Linked DNA regions of Mus musculus: region 1 is linked to region 2. Evidence: chromatin contacts called from public promoter capture Hi-C data. All regions are on one chromosome and are shown on one strand. The core of a region is the stretch at or near the end of the contact, and the rest is flanking DNA. Distances in the headings are between cores, read along the strand shown. Region 1 holds the start of Rock2 (Rho-associated coiled-coil containing protein kinase 2). Region 2 holds the start of Ubxn2a (UBX domain protein 2A).

Region 1 (6,682 bases), core at 220-2,719, about 12 Mb after region 2:
CTTCCATAAGTACAAGTTTTCAAATTTAAAAATTCAATATGCTTTTTAGCATTTTTTTGTTGTTGTTTTCAAGACAAGTTTTCTCTGTGTAGCTCTGGTTGTCCTGGGACTCATTCTCTAGACTTAGGTTAGCCTCAAACCCTCCTGCCTCTGTCTCTCCCCAGAGCTGGCATTAAAGACCTATGAGGCCACCACCCTACTTGACATCTTTAGAAGTGGGGGGAAAATCCCATTCAGTTAGGAGCAAGTGTGTTCTCTCACTTGTTTAGCTGCTCATTTCAAAGTGTTCATAATCCCCTTTGCATTTTTTCACTTCCGGTAAATTTTCCCTAGTCTCAACCGGCTTGCAATACCCGTAGGATTCTTCCCGTGAATATGACAAGAGCTTGTTTGGATTATTCAGCTGCTGGAAGATTGGGTCCACTCCCAGGGTTTTGGTCATTGCGAACATTCTGAATAGCCCTGCTGTAAACATCTCCACGCAAAGTCCTCCTCTTTTCGGATCATTTCCTTACACTTGGACTTCCTTAAATGGCCTTACTGGGTCAAAGGGGCTCTGTGAACAGTTTTATAGCTCTTGGCACATAGTTTTCCGATTGCGCCCTGAGAGGATCTGACCAATGGCTAGGGGGCAAGGAGAGGGCAGGAATGCGGAGAAGCAGCCCCTCTCTTTCACTCTCCAAAAGCAAGGGCCCCGCGGATGCAGAAGCGCTTCCTTATTGCCTCCTGTTCCCTCCGCCTGGCCAGTGTCTAAGGTCTAAGGCCAGGCGGGCACCTTGGTCAGGGAAGGGCACAAAGGTTTCTGAGAGTTTAGGATTTATGACCCGGAGGCAGAAACAACTCCTCCAGGCCTCCCAGCTCCGGGACTCAACAGGATTCAAACGAGTCCCACACTCTTAGCGCGGGCTAGGGGCGCGGCCTCCCCGCCCCCTGGGAGCCCCAGGCGCAGGCCTCAGGCGCACCAGGCCTGGGAAGGGCGCTGACCCGGGGCGCAGCAGTTCGGCGCGGCTTGCATAGCTGCGCGCTGAGTCAGCGGGACACAGCGGGCGGGGGGCGCGGACGTCAACTAGGCCTCTGGGTCCGGCCGGCGACGTGGGACACACGACGGGGACCACGGGGCACCGCGCTGCCATCCGTCCCGCCTCCCAGTCCCGCGAACCGGCCCGACGAGGCAGGGAGACTAGCCAGGCGGCGGGAACGGAAAAGAAGCCTGGCTGCTCAGCCCGGTGGCGGGGCGTGGCCGGAGGCCAGGGGCGGGGCGTGCCGCGGGGCCGCGCCGGGGTGGGCGGGGCGGGGCCGGGCCGCGCGCAGCCGACCGCGGGCGGAGGGGCTTGTGGGTAGCGGCGGCGCGCGGCCGAGTAGGGACGCGGCTCCGACTGCGTGTGAGGGGAGCGGGCGTGTGGGCGCGCGAGGCGGCCGGCGGCGATATGCGGGTGGACGGGCGACGGCCCTAGCGGCCTGAGCCCCGAGGGCGGGGTGGTGCGGCGCGGGCGCCCCTTCCCCGCTCCCGCCCGCCGGGTCCTGGCGAGCTCGCTACGGGCCGGGCGGCGCGCGTGCGGCTGAGGGGCGGGGACGCCGTGTGCCTCGCTGCTCCCGGCCGGGCCGGGCGGCTCCTCAGACAGCGGCGCGCGGCGTGCCGGGGCGGAGGTTCCGCGGGCGGCGCTAGGCCCGGCGAAGCGGCATGAGCCGGCCCCCGCCGACGGGGAAAATGCCCGGCGCCCCCGAGACCGCGCCGGGGGACGGGGCGGGCGCCGGCCGTCAGAGGAAGCTGGAGGCGCTCATCCGAGACCCTCGCTCGCCCATCAACGTGGAGAGTCTGCTGGTAGGTGCGGGCTAGGGAGGGAACTCCCCGCCCTGCCTGGTCCCCCCTCGGCCCACCCGCCCCGCTTCCGGCTGCCCGGGGAGCTGGAGACCCAGGTTCCAGAGTGGAGACCCCACCTGGGATTCTCGGGTCCACCTCCCTGCCGAGCGAGTGTCATCTCGGCCGCCCCCGTTCTTGGAGCGCGCAGGGAGGAAACACCCCTGGTCTCCTTCCCGCCTACCCAGTTGGTTTGGGGCGGAAAGGTGGAGGATTGGCTGTGCTTCCTACACTGGGCTACCCAATTTGAAAGTGTCACGCAGTGTGGGAGCTAGGGTGAAAACCCAGGGAGAAAGAAACCCGACGCTCTTCCTATTGGGAGTACCACCGGGGGCACACGACAAAGAGCTCGTCAGGAAGCTGGGAACGCACAGCTAGCTCAAGTTTGCTGCTTTCAGTTGCTCTTGGACATTCCATAGTAGCTATTTAGTACATTTGAATTTATGTAAATTAAATTTCCGGAGATTGTTGCTCTGAAGCCAAGAAATGAGTCTGAATTGTAGAATGGGATAAATCTCTCCCCTTCATCTTGTCTTTCCCATAGCATTCAAAATCCAAATTAAGAGCCTTGGAAAAGGCAGCTAACTGGAGCTCGGTTAAGAAAAGAACACGATTTACAATAAATGCCATGTAGAATGCTGGTATACTTCTGGTCGTGTTGAGGGAAGCGATTATGCTTGGCAAACGAATTTGATTAGTGTGCACCTAGAGTTGCATTTATGGGAAAAAGTGGTGTGAACGTGTACCCTGAGGAGAAGTCGGAAAAAAAAAAGATACTCCGGCTATTAGCTTTGGAGGTCTAGACTTAGGGTGGGTGATCAGGCATTCTGTGCCAAAAAGCATGTCAGACCTGAGCTCTGCTAGGAGAAGCCTAGTGACTCTGTGATGAGAAAAACTGTCTCCTCCCTTTCCACTGACTAACTTTTCTTCTGAGGCCGTTGGTTATCCTTTGAGGTTTCTGGAATCATTTGCAGAGTGACTCAGTTCTGTTTGGCCACAGCGCAGGAACTGACTAGAGTGTGGGTATCGCTCTATAGGATGTGTAAATATAGAGATTTTGACTTTTGGGGGCGGGGGGAGTGTTTTTGTTTGGTAGTGGGTTCCTGTGTTCTTGTGGGACGTATTTTGGAAGTCTTCAGAGCAGGATTGCTTGGAGTTCATAGCCTTTTTGTAGATAAAGCAAAGCTTCTCTGGTGTCACTGCCAGGATTTTCACTTTGGTATTTTGCTAGCAAAACTTTGATCCTAGGCCAGAAAGTTCAGTTAAAAATAGTCTCTGTAAATCTCAAGTATTCACCAGGATCATTTTCAATCCCAGATAGAAATGTTTTTACATTTCACAGTCATCTCTTGTATTATTAGTGATGTTAATTATCATTATCAGGGTCATTTTGAGCTTGGAACCAAGTTGTTTATACCTGTGACATGACTATTTTGTTTTATTAAAATATTACCTAAATTATTACACGTGGCCAGTAACAGTTCCTTCATTGAGTGCTTCATACACCACATTTGTTAAGGTGACATATTACCCTTAGGAGGGTTGACATCAAATGCTGATTTGACCGCAGGCTTATTGCTGCTTTTAGTTGATTACATGTCATTGAGAATCAGGACAGGTGTTATTCTAGAGTGCAGCGTATGTTACTAAGCCAAAAAATGCCGTTTATTCCTTTAGAGTGAGGTTCCTGATGCCTCTGTTGCACATTCATAAAAGTTGAAAACATCATTAAAGTTGTAATAATATCCATGTTATGTAAATTTTATCATGAAGTTTTAGAATGAATTTTGTGCTGGGTGGTTTTATGTCAACTCTACACAAGCTAGAGTTATGGCATTTTCTTACTTAGTGATTGATTCGGGAGGGCTCAGCCCATTATGGGTGGTGCCATCCTTTCGCTAGTGGTCCTGGGTTCTTTAAGAAAACAGACTGAGCAAGCCATGGGAAGCAAGCCAGTAAGCAACACCCTTCCATTGCCTCAGTATCAGCTCCTACCTTCAGGTTTCTGCCCTGTTTGAGTTCCTGTCCTGACTTCCTTTGATGAGGAACTGTGTGGTATGGAACTGTAAACCAAATAAACCCTTTCCTCTCCAAATTGCCTTTGTCATGGTAAAATTTTAATTGTAGTAGTAGTATACATAAACCTTGCCATTTAAACTGTGTTGAAGTCCACAGTTGGGTGATGCTATGTGCATTCCCTGCTGTGCCAGTGATCACTGCTATGCATCCTCACAGCCTTTTCATTCTCCAGGTTGTAACTCTGTAGTCTTTACACTGATACTATTTTTAAAATTATGTTTCTAAAAATGCTCACAAAATAATAGCTGTTACCACTTTAAAGATTTGAAATCTTGCCATGAGCTTTTTTTCACAATTAAATCATTACTTTACTTAACATTACATTTCTTTTGGTTTTATTCTAGAAAACATACCTTTAATAATCTAATAAAAACAGCCTGAAATTTAGTTACTGTATTCAAAAGCTTAGAAAGCACCATTGGAAGTTGTGTATTGCTAAATATGGCAAGTGATGATGAAACATACCAGAATTTTCTATAAAACGTTTTCAGTAAGCTAGGCAAGCCATTCATAGGAAAAAAAGTTACATGAGATAGCATGTAAGGTTTTAGTCCAGTGTATGGCATATCTTTACACTCATTTTACGTCTCCTATGTGCATTTGACAAATTTTTTGCTAGCTTTATGTTTTCTTTGAGATGGGAAATGATTTTTGTTTTAGATATTATTACAGTTTTCAAGTGCATGCAATTATCATTTTGAGTTTGCTGTCATAAGTACTAATCATTGTCAAACATATATATGGCGCTGAATTTCAGGACTATCAGTGTACAAACTAAATTATCTTGTTTCTCTGCAGAGGCTATTTACTTTATTTGCCCTTAAAATACGCAATTCTTTTGAAATTGTAGATTGTGAGCTGCTTGGTATTATATAAAAATAGTTTTGAGAGATACTTCTGAAATTAAAAAACAAGCAACATCTATCTTGTGTGTTTGAGTGTGTGCATGTGCCCTGCCATGTGTAGAGGTTAGAGGACAACGGGTGGGAGTTGGTTCTCTCTTCTCATGTGGGTTCTAGAGGTCAAACTCAGGTCATGGGGGTTGTCAGGCTTGGTGACTTGTAAGTACCTGTATCTGCTGAGCCTCTTTTGAAGGTCAGTAATTTTGAAATATTTTAAAGGGAGGATCTTAAGTGATAACCTTTGGTAAGTTCCTGTGTTGTCAGAGATCCTTACATTGCTTGCCTGATGTGTTTTACTTAACTAACATGTATGCTGGAGAAATGTCTTAAGGTTTATGCCTTGGGATTTTATTTTGTTATTTTAAAGAGTATGTGGCTATAGTAACCTATATAGTACCTAGGCTTTTGTGAATGGATAAAGGTGATCAAACATTTATTTACAATTTCACTGGGCTGAGAAACAAAATACCAATTAAAAATTTAAATTTACATTTCTTTATTTGTGTGTGTTGGGTGGGGTGTTTTGTGTCATGGTACAGGTATGGAGGTCAGGGAACAGTTTACAGGAGCCAGTTCTCTCCTTCCACTGTGTGGATTCCAGTAATCAAACTAAGGCTGTCAGGCTTGGCAGCAGCTGCCTCTAACTGCTAAGCCATCTGCCTGGCCCCAGAAACACCTATTAAAACTGGTACCTGCCAGTAACTATATGAAAATATTACTGTACAGAAATTTTATTTTTGATAGTTCTGGATATTAAACTCAAGTCCTTGCACATGCTTGCAAGTGTCTGCCTCAGGGCTATGGCCCCAGATCATGAAAATATTTATCACAGTACTTAGGTTCTTTCCATTTAGTGCTGACTCTTCACCCAATTAAGATACAATTGCATGTGTGTTCACTCCCCATAAGTAATGTCTGAGACTGTTTTGAAGATGTAATAAAAATGAAATAAAATAAAAGATGAAAAATGACTTTGTACTTATTATTTGTGTGAAGTAGGAGGTAGATATTTAGAATATACAGATTAATTGCTTTAAAACTTAATTTTTGTTTTGTTTTGCTTTTTACATTTTTTTATTTGTGGGTATTTAAGTAGGGAGCTGAGGAAAACTTTTGAGAGTTGATTCTCTCTTATTGTATGGATTTCAAGATCCACAGTTTGTCAGGCTAGGCAGTAGTGCTTATTCCTGCTTACTGAGCTATTTATAATATAAATAAATTTAATAAATGTTATAAGCTGGGCATGGTGGTGCACACCTTTAATATCAGCACTCAGAAAGCAGAGGCAGGTAGATCACTGAATTTGAGGTCTACAGAGTGAGTTCTAAGCCAGCCCCTACATAGTGAAATTTTGCCTTGAAAAATTGTTAGCTGGGCGTGGTGGCGCATGCCTTTGATCCCAGCACTCGGGAGGCAGAGATAGGCGGATTTCTGAGTTCAAGGCCAGCCTGGTCTACAAAGTGAGTTCCAGGACAGCCAGGGCTACACAGAGAAACCCTGTATCCAAAAAAAAAAAAAACCCTCAAAAAATTGTTATAAGCAATTAGTGTTAAGTCATTGTAAGGACTTTTTCTCTTCTTTTTCTCTTGTTTCTCTTGGGTTGATAATGAGGGTAGAATTGCTGTGTCATAGGATATATGTATATTTGTTTTTTAGGAAATGACCAGATCATTTTAAAGTAGTTAAACATTTTATATTTTACTCTAGTGCCAACAACACAGGAGGGAAGATTCCAGTTATTCCACAGCGTTCCTAACATTAGAAAAAAAAAAAAAAGCCCTCCTGTTGTGGGTAATAGCTCATTGTGTTGTATTTGCATATCCTGATGACTACCACACATACT
Region 2 (7,049 bases), core at 2,049-4,548:
ACAGAAGGGACATATGACTCCACTGACATATCTTGTGGCTGCATATCAAAGCCCACGAAGACCTCCAGGCTCCCTCAGTCCCTCCCTCTCCTCTTGCTCTCTAGCTACTCGCTATTCTATTCTCCCTTGTCTTGTAGATAGCCCTGGCCATGTCCGTTTCTCTTTCTCTCAGCTCTGGATCCTTTCACATACCTCTAGATACCTTCTAGATATGCCCCCTTAGCCGTGCCATGAAGTAGTCATTCCAGTAGCTTCTTTACTGTGCCTCCTTGAATGCAATAATGGGCATCAACAAAGACACTCAACCCCTAAGGTAACATTTTTCCTCTATAATAGTTCTGAAAAAGGAAAAGACTATTCCTAAATTCACAACATTACATAAAAAGGTGATATGTTTCGTCTGGCCCTGATTTTCTTCACCACTCAGTACCCTTCTGTTCTCCATACTCCAGATGCTGTGAACTTTGCATTCTTGGAAGCCATCCTCTTAGTCTCTGTGGCATCTATTTCCTTTGCATGGACCCTTCCCTCTTTAAGAAGTCAACCTTCTCCTAATTCCTATTTACCTATAAAACCTCTGCTCAAAATAAATCCACTATTAACACCTTATCACAAATAGCTTATATTTTATTTCTTCCTCTTAGTTTCTATCTTAATTTACCAGCATTTATTCCTATTTAATAATTCTTTACCTAATTATACTATATAATCTAAAAGTAGATTCAATAATCGCCATCATTTCTTAGGACTCAGTCCCTCTCTCCCTCTCTGCCCCACCTCTTCCTTTCTTTGAGATAGGTTGTTTGTTTGTTTTGTTTTTTTGAGACAAGGTTTCTCTGTATAGCCCTAGCTGTCCTGGAACTCACTTTGTAGATCAGGCTGGCCTCGAACTCAGAAATCCGCCTGCCTCTGCCTCACGAATGCTGGGATTAAAAGCATGTGCCACCACGCCCGGCTTGAGATAGGTTCTTATATAGATTGGGCTGGCCTGGAAAAAGATCTGCCTGCCTCTGCCTTCTGAGTGCTGGGATTAAAGGTGTGAATTACAAAGCCTAGTTGTACATAAGTTTTCAAAACTGAATAACATTAACTAAGGCATTAGCTAATTCTCCCAAGCATTAGAATGATGTACTTGAAGCATAACAGCCATTACCCCGTTCATCAGAGCAGCTGTGACTTTCGAAAGACCTTCAAGATCAAGCCCGTTGATATTTCTTCATAGAACAAGAGGGTGGGAAGGGTCATTAGACCCTCCCCTGAAATCACGAACCCTTCCCCTCATTTCCTAGTCAGCTGAATATAATGCTGACAAGTTATGCTTGATGGCCTTCTGAATTCTAGGATTTATGGAGTGTCCAAGGTTAAGAGAGAGGTAGTGGGGGAACTACATCTATGAGCTCTGAGGAAGTCATTATCCATGAGAGGGTAAGACTTCAGCAATGAAGCTGCTTTGGGGTTACCTGTACTCCTGTAAGTAACCTGTCACCTGTAACCTGTCCTGTAACCTGTCACCCATGACCTAGAAGTAAGTCCAATAAATTCAAGGGAAGCTGGCCTCCATCAGCATCAATGGTGCTCTGCTAGGGTGAGTGAGCATTTGTGTGCTGCTCCACAGTAAAAGTTCACTTAAAGTCTTCATGTAGGCCTGGGGTGTAACTCAGAGGTACAAGAAAGAGTATTCAAGCTTATGAAAAAACAAACAAAAAACAAACAAAAAAACAAAAAAAAAAAAACCCTGGATTTGAGCCCCCAAAAGAAGCGCGGGGTGGGGGGTGGGGATGGAATTAAATGCTCAAGGAGCTGGAGACATACATAGTTCATTGAGTGAGAACAATGGCTGCTCTCCCAGAGAACCTGGCTCAATTCCTAGCTCCCATATGGTGGTTTAGTTTTAAAAGACGACGCCCTCTTCTGGCTTTCACGGGTACCAGACACAAAAATGGTGCACAGATATGAATACAGAAAAACGTTGGCCACATTCAGTAAATAACATTTCTTAAGAGTAAGGACAGTGGTGGTGCACGCCTTTAATTCCAGCACTTGGGAGGCAGAGGCAGGAGGATTTTTGAGTTTGAGGCCAGCCTGGTCTACAAAGTGAGTTCCAGGACAGCCAGGGCTACACAGAGAAACCCTGTCTTGAAAAACCAAAAACAAACAAACAAAAAAAGTAAGTGCTCAAGTAGTAACTGCTACCTATCTATAGTATCCTTCCCAGTACTCTGTACTCAGGTGTTCTTTCCTACCTGAACACATTTTGACCTTTGCATTTCACCAGTACAGGGAATAACGTTGACGTTAGTGATGTTATTGATGTTATTCCCTGTATCAACATCAAGATAACTCAGGAGATGAATCAACGCCTGTTATACCAGCACATTTGGGAGTGTGAGAATTCCAAGTCCAGCCTGGTACTTGATAAAGACAAAGAAAACAAAAACAAAGCAAACAAAAAACCGAGTCAAAACAGATAATCAGTTCCCTATTTTTTATCTCGATTACATAGAAACGAACAAACACTGGAAGCCACTCTGACCTTCATTTTTGCTGAGAAGTAATAAACTTTTATTACCACGAGTTTAGGAAAGGGGGGGGGGGAATACTAGAAGAAAAAAAGTCATTTAGGAAAACAGTGAACATCATCTTTCCAAAACATCAGTTAAAGTCTGTTAAGGAAGGCTGGTGAAGTCAATTAGGAAACGTTCAGCCATCTAGTCCTTCTGTATTTCAGGAGTGCGCTTTTCGCAGCGTTCGCCTTCGAAATGGAGATGTCTCGACAGCACCTAACCCGAAGTTTCTAGACGCCTCCAGAGAGAGAAGCGCTATGTCCTTCTACCCAGTTCCGACTCCCGCGGCCAGCAGAGCCGGCAGCTGCAGGTCCGCACTCACCTGGGCCGGGCCGGGCCGGGCCGGGCCGGGTGGAGGCCTCGGTCCGCCAGCGTCCTTCCCGGGCCGCAGTCGCGCGGGCCAGAAGCCCCAGGTGGCGACTTACTGCGGAACAGACGTCGCCGTCGCAGGCGACAGCCCAGGGCGCCACCGGGGAACCACCCGCCCGATACGTCACCCACCGAACATGACCTGGAGCCGGGAAACTCACCTCAGGGCGCGGCCCCACGGCCTAGTCCTCGGTGCCCCGGCTAGGGCAAGCGCCGGCGCCGCTGGGCTGAAGCCCCTCAGCCCCGGAGCGCCGGGAAACCCTGTCGCGACCAGCGGCCTCGCCGCGCAGATCTGACCGGCCTCCCTCAGACTGCCCGGCGCGCGCCGGCGCCGGCTCCGCGCGGCTCGGAGGAGCGAGCCTGACTGACGGGAGCGCGCGTGGACGGCTCCGCGCGGCTCGGAGGAGCGCGCCTGGCTGACGGGAGCGCTCCGGGGACGGCTCCGCGCGGCTCGGAGGAGCGCGCCTGGCTGACGGGAGCGCGCCGGGGATGGCTCGGCGCGCCTGGCTGACGGGAACGCGCCGGGGACGGCTCCGCGCGGCCGTGAGGAAATTGTCTGGCTGAAACGGGAGCGCGCCGGGGGCGGGGCTTCTTGCGGCGGGTTTTCCTAGGCTGCCGCAAGGCGCGCACTAATGGCGGTGGCCTTCTTGCTGCTGCAGGTGCCGCTGCTTGTTGTTTCCTTAGGAGGCGCGGAGAAAGCTGGAACTAGGTGGGCGTTCACCTGATAATCCAGATTTACCTATTTCTTTCTATGCCTCCTGTGCTCTTCCTTAGAGAGTTCTTGCATCCTGTTAGCGAACTTCACCTGAGCCCTATTATCTGAAGAGTGACTGTTAAAAGAAACTTGCCCGCCCTTCGCGTTCTTAAAAAGGCTCTCTACAAAGACCCCTTTCTTTTAGAGGACTTATTTATTTGCTTGTGTATATATTTAGGGGGTGGGGTGAGACAGGGTTTCTCTGTGTAGCCCTGGCTGTCCTGGAACTCAGAGATCCTCCTGCCTCTGCCTCTGAAGTTGGCTTCGGATAGGATTTATAGGACTTCAGAATGCCCCTTATTCTACTTACAGCAAGGTCAGGCGTATACTCTTTAAACACCCGGTCTTTGTCCTTTTAATGATTTTTCAGGACTGCTTGTAACCGCTATCTGGTCAAAATACTTGCTGTACCGACGTACCATTTTTAGTGTAGCATATCTTCTCCAGGTTCCCACACTTTCACAGCCTCAGCCTGAGCCTGGAAGCATCCCCTCTCCCTTTTGCCACTCCAGAAAGTACACTGATTTTGGAATAAACAAAATGTCTCTGATGTCCTGTGTGATTCACTGTCTCCTCTATTGTTGGTTGATTACATTTTCCTACTCACACGTCTTTCTAGCCTTATTTATTCTTCCCTATAGAGGAAACACACGCACGCGCACACACACGCACACGTGGGAGTGGGGGAGAGAGTAAGACTTTGTCTAGCTAATCTAGGCAACTGTTGCAGATCTCATCGATTTTCCTCTATACAATAGTCTCTTTGTTTTTTGTTTGTTTGGTTTGGTTTGGTTTGGTTTTGTTTTTGAGACAAGGTCTGTGTAGCTCTGACTGTCCTGGAACTCTCTAGTTAGACCAGCTAAAGAGACTGACCTGCCTCAGCCTGCTGAGTGCTAGGATTAAAGGTGTGTGCCACTTTGCCCAGGTACAATGGTCTCTTAAATCTAAATCTAGAGTTGTTTTTCGAGATGGAACCATAGTTTTTTTTATGTCCCAGACAAAGTCTTGCAGCTAAGCTATACACTATCACTTATCTTAAGTTTGTTTTTCTGACTTTTTCACATTTGGCCTATGGCAATGGATCCTTAGAACGGGCCATCCCTTCCCACCAATTGCAATAATCTTTCTACACAGAATCTAGATTTACACATGGGTGCTGTGGTAGACACTTTAATCCCAGCACTCTGGAGGCAAAGGAAGGCAGATCTGAGTTTGAGGACAGCCTAGTCTACATGGTGAGTTCCAGGACAGCCAAGACCACACAGAGAAACCCTGTCAAAAACAAACAAACAAACAAACAAAACAGAGAATCTAGATTTACCTAAACTGGGATTTGCTTTTTTTTTTTTTTTTTTTTTTTTTTTTGAGACAGGGTTTCTCTGTGTAGCCTGGGCTGTCCTGGAACTCACTCTGTAGATGAGGCTAGCCTTGAACTCAGAAATGGGCCTGCCTCTGCCTCCAAAGGGATTAAAGGCATGCACCACCACTGCTAGGCCCGGATTTGCTTTTTATTTGACAGTGCTAGAGTAAGTTTTAGATTGGGCTTCTCCTGCCAACCATACCTACCCAGGTAAAAGCAATTTGGGATTCTTTTGAAGACCTACTGAGCAACTCAGGGATCCAGTGGTGAGTTTAGCTCCTGGTCTCCTGTTTGCTTCTTTCTTCCTTTCTTTCTTTCTTTCTTTCTTTCTTTCTTTCTTTCTTTTTTTTTTTTTTGAGACAGGGTTTCTCTGTGTAGCCCTGGCTGTCCTGGAACTCACTTTGTAGACCTCGAACTCAGAAATCTGCCTTCCTCTGCCTCCTGAGTGCTGGGATTAAAGGCATGCGCCACCACTCCGGGCTTGTTTGTTACTTTCATTACCAGCAGTTAAAGATTCATATCCACATAATCATGCAGATTATAGTATACATTATTATTTTATGTATATATATTATATAGAAAAAATGTTATATTTCTATATGCTATGTATTTAATAATTGATAGTTTGGGGCATTCTCTACAGGAAATGTTTAGTTTGATTCAGCCAGTATATATATATATATATATACTGTATACTTGGAGGTTTAAAAATTTTTTATGTGTGTATGTATGGGTGTTTTGTCTGCTTAAGTGTCTGTAAACTACCATCTCAGATCCTCCTGTGCCAATCTGTCAAATATTAGTATCATAGGCGTTTACCTCTCTGTCCAGGCACGTCTCTGATCCTTCTATAAGGATCTAGTATTTTGTCCTTTTGTCCCTAGCCTAGTCCTATTATAGGGTTTGTTCTAATGGCAATAGAAAGATTCTTTCCCATGTCAAAAGTTGATTTACACAGCTGGGTGTGGTGGCACATGCTTACAACCCCAGCATTGGGAGGGTACACAAGAATGTACGTTTAAGATCAGCCTGGTCTTGTAAGTCCCTGACCCTCGGTCAGTGGTACTTACTTCAAAAAGCCCCTGAGTGAGATACTAAGAAGCAAACCTATGCAAAATCAAGGTTTATTTTTGGACACATCGGGGTGGTCGACTTTTGATTAGTCCCTCAAGGCAAGTGACTAGAAGGTGACCCCAAATGACTATTACAAGCAGTTTTTATACTTTTTAGGGGCACAGGTTACATCAGCAAGGTTACAGTTCAAACTTATTGGCTAAGCATATTGACCTTTAAGTCTACTGGCTAGCAATCATGAACTCTACCTTGGACTTTCCAGAGGGTCAAGTAACTGTCAGGACATTCTGAGAATTTTTTACTCAAGAATGTTCCTGTGGGTGGAGATTGGAACTTGGCCTAGCCTTGACTCCAGGTGGGCGGGGGAAGTTGTAAGGAGGGTGTGGGACTGGAAAACCCCTTAGGGTCCCTCACTATTTCCCTTTAAAATTTGAGTTTGTATCCACTGAGACATCACTCTGCCCAGAGTACAATTTTGCCAGTGCCATTTACTTCAGAAAATTTTATTTCCTTGTTTGGTTGAATAGGATTGGGACAAATCAGTTTGTCATTGTGTAATCTTTTCAGTCAAACTTCTGGATTTGGTTTGTTGGTGTTTTATTTTGTTTAAGAATTTTGCTTTAGTTGTTTGATGGTGGCACAGGCCTTTAATCCCAGCACTTGGGAGAAAGAGGTAGACAGATCTCTGATTTTGAGACCGGTGTGATCTACAGAGCAAGTTCCAGGACAACTAGGGCTACACAGAGAAACCCCCATCTCAAAAATCAAACAAACCAATATAAAACAATAACAACAACAAGAAACCAAAACAAGAAGTTTGCTTTATTTTTTTTAACAATGGATAGTCTATAGTTTTTGTGAAGTTTTCATCTGAATGTTGTTAAAACAATGTTGTTCCCATACAACAGGTTAGAAAATATTTCTTTCT

Evidence for each region. Promoter capture Hi-C pulls out the DNA fragments that hold promoters and counts their contacts.
Region 1: a promoter capture Hi-C map of pre-B cells shows a contact between it and region 2. The contact joins the promoter of Rock2 here to the promoter of Ubxn2a in region 2. A contact is called at or near these places in 2 of 39 promoter capture datasets (cranial neural crest and pre-B cells).

The regions. Positions count from the first base shown.
Region 1 is chr12:16,893,509-16,900,190 of GRCm38.p6, forward strand. Rock2 (Rho-associated coiled-coil containing protein kinase 2) reads left to right here and starts at 1,470. Exons shown (of 33, transcript NM_009072.2): 1 at 1,470-1,822. The coding sequence starts at 1,682.
Region 2 is chr12:4,904,255-4,911,303 of GRCm38.p6, forward strand. It overlaps Ubxn2a (UBX domain protein 2A), which reads right to left and starts at 3,299. Exons shown (of 7, transcript NM_145441.4): 1 at 3,095-3,299.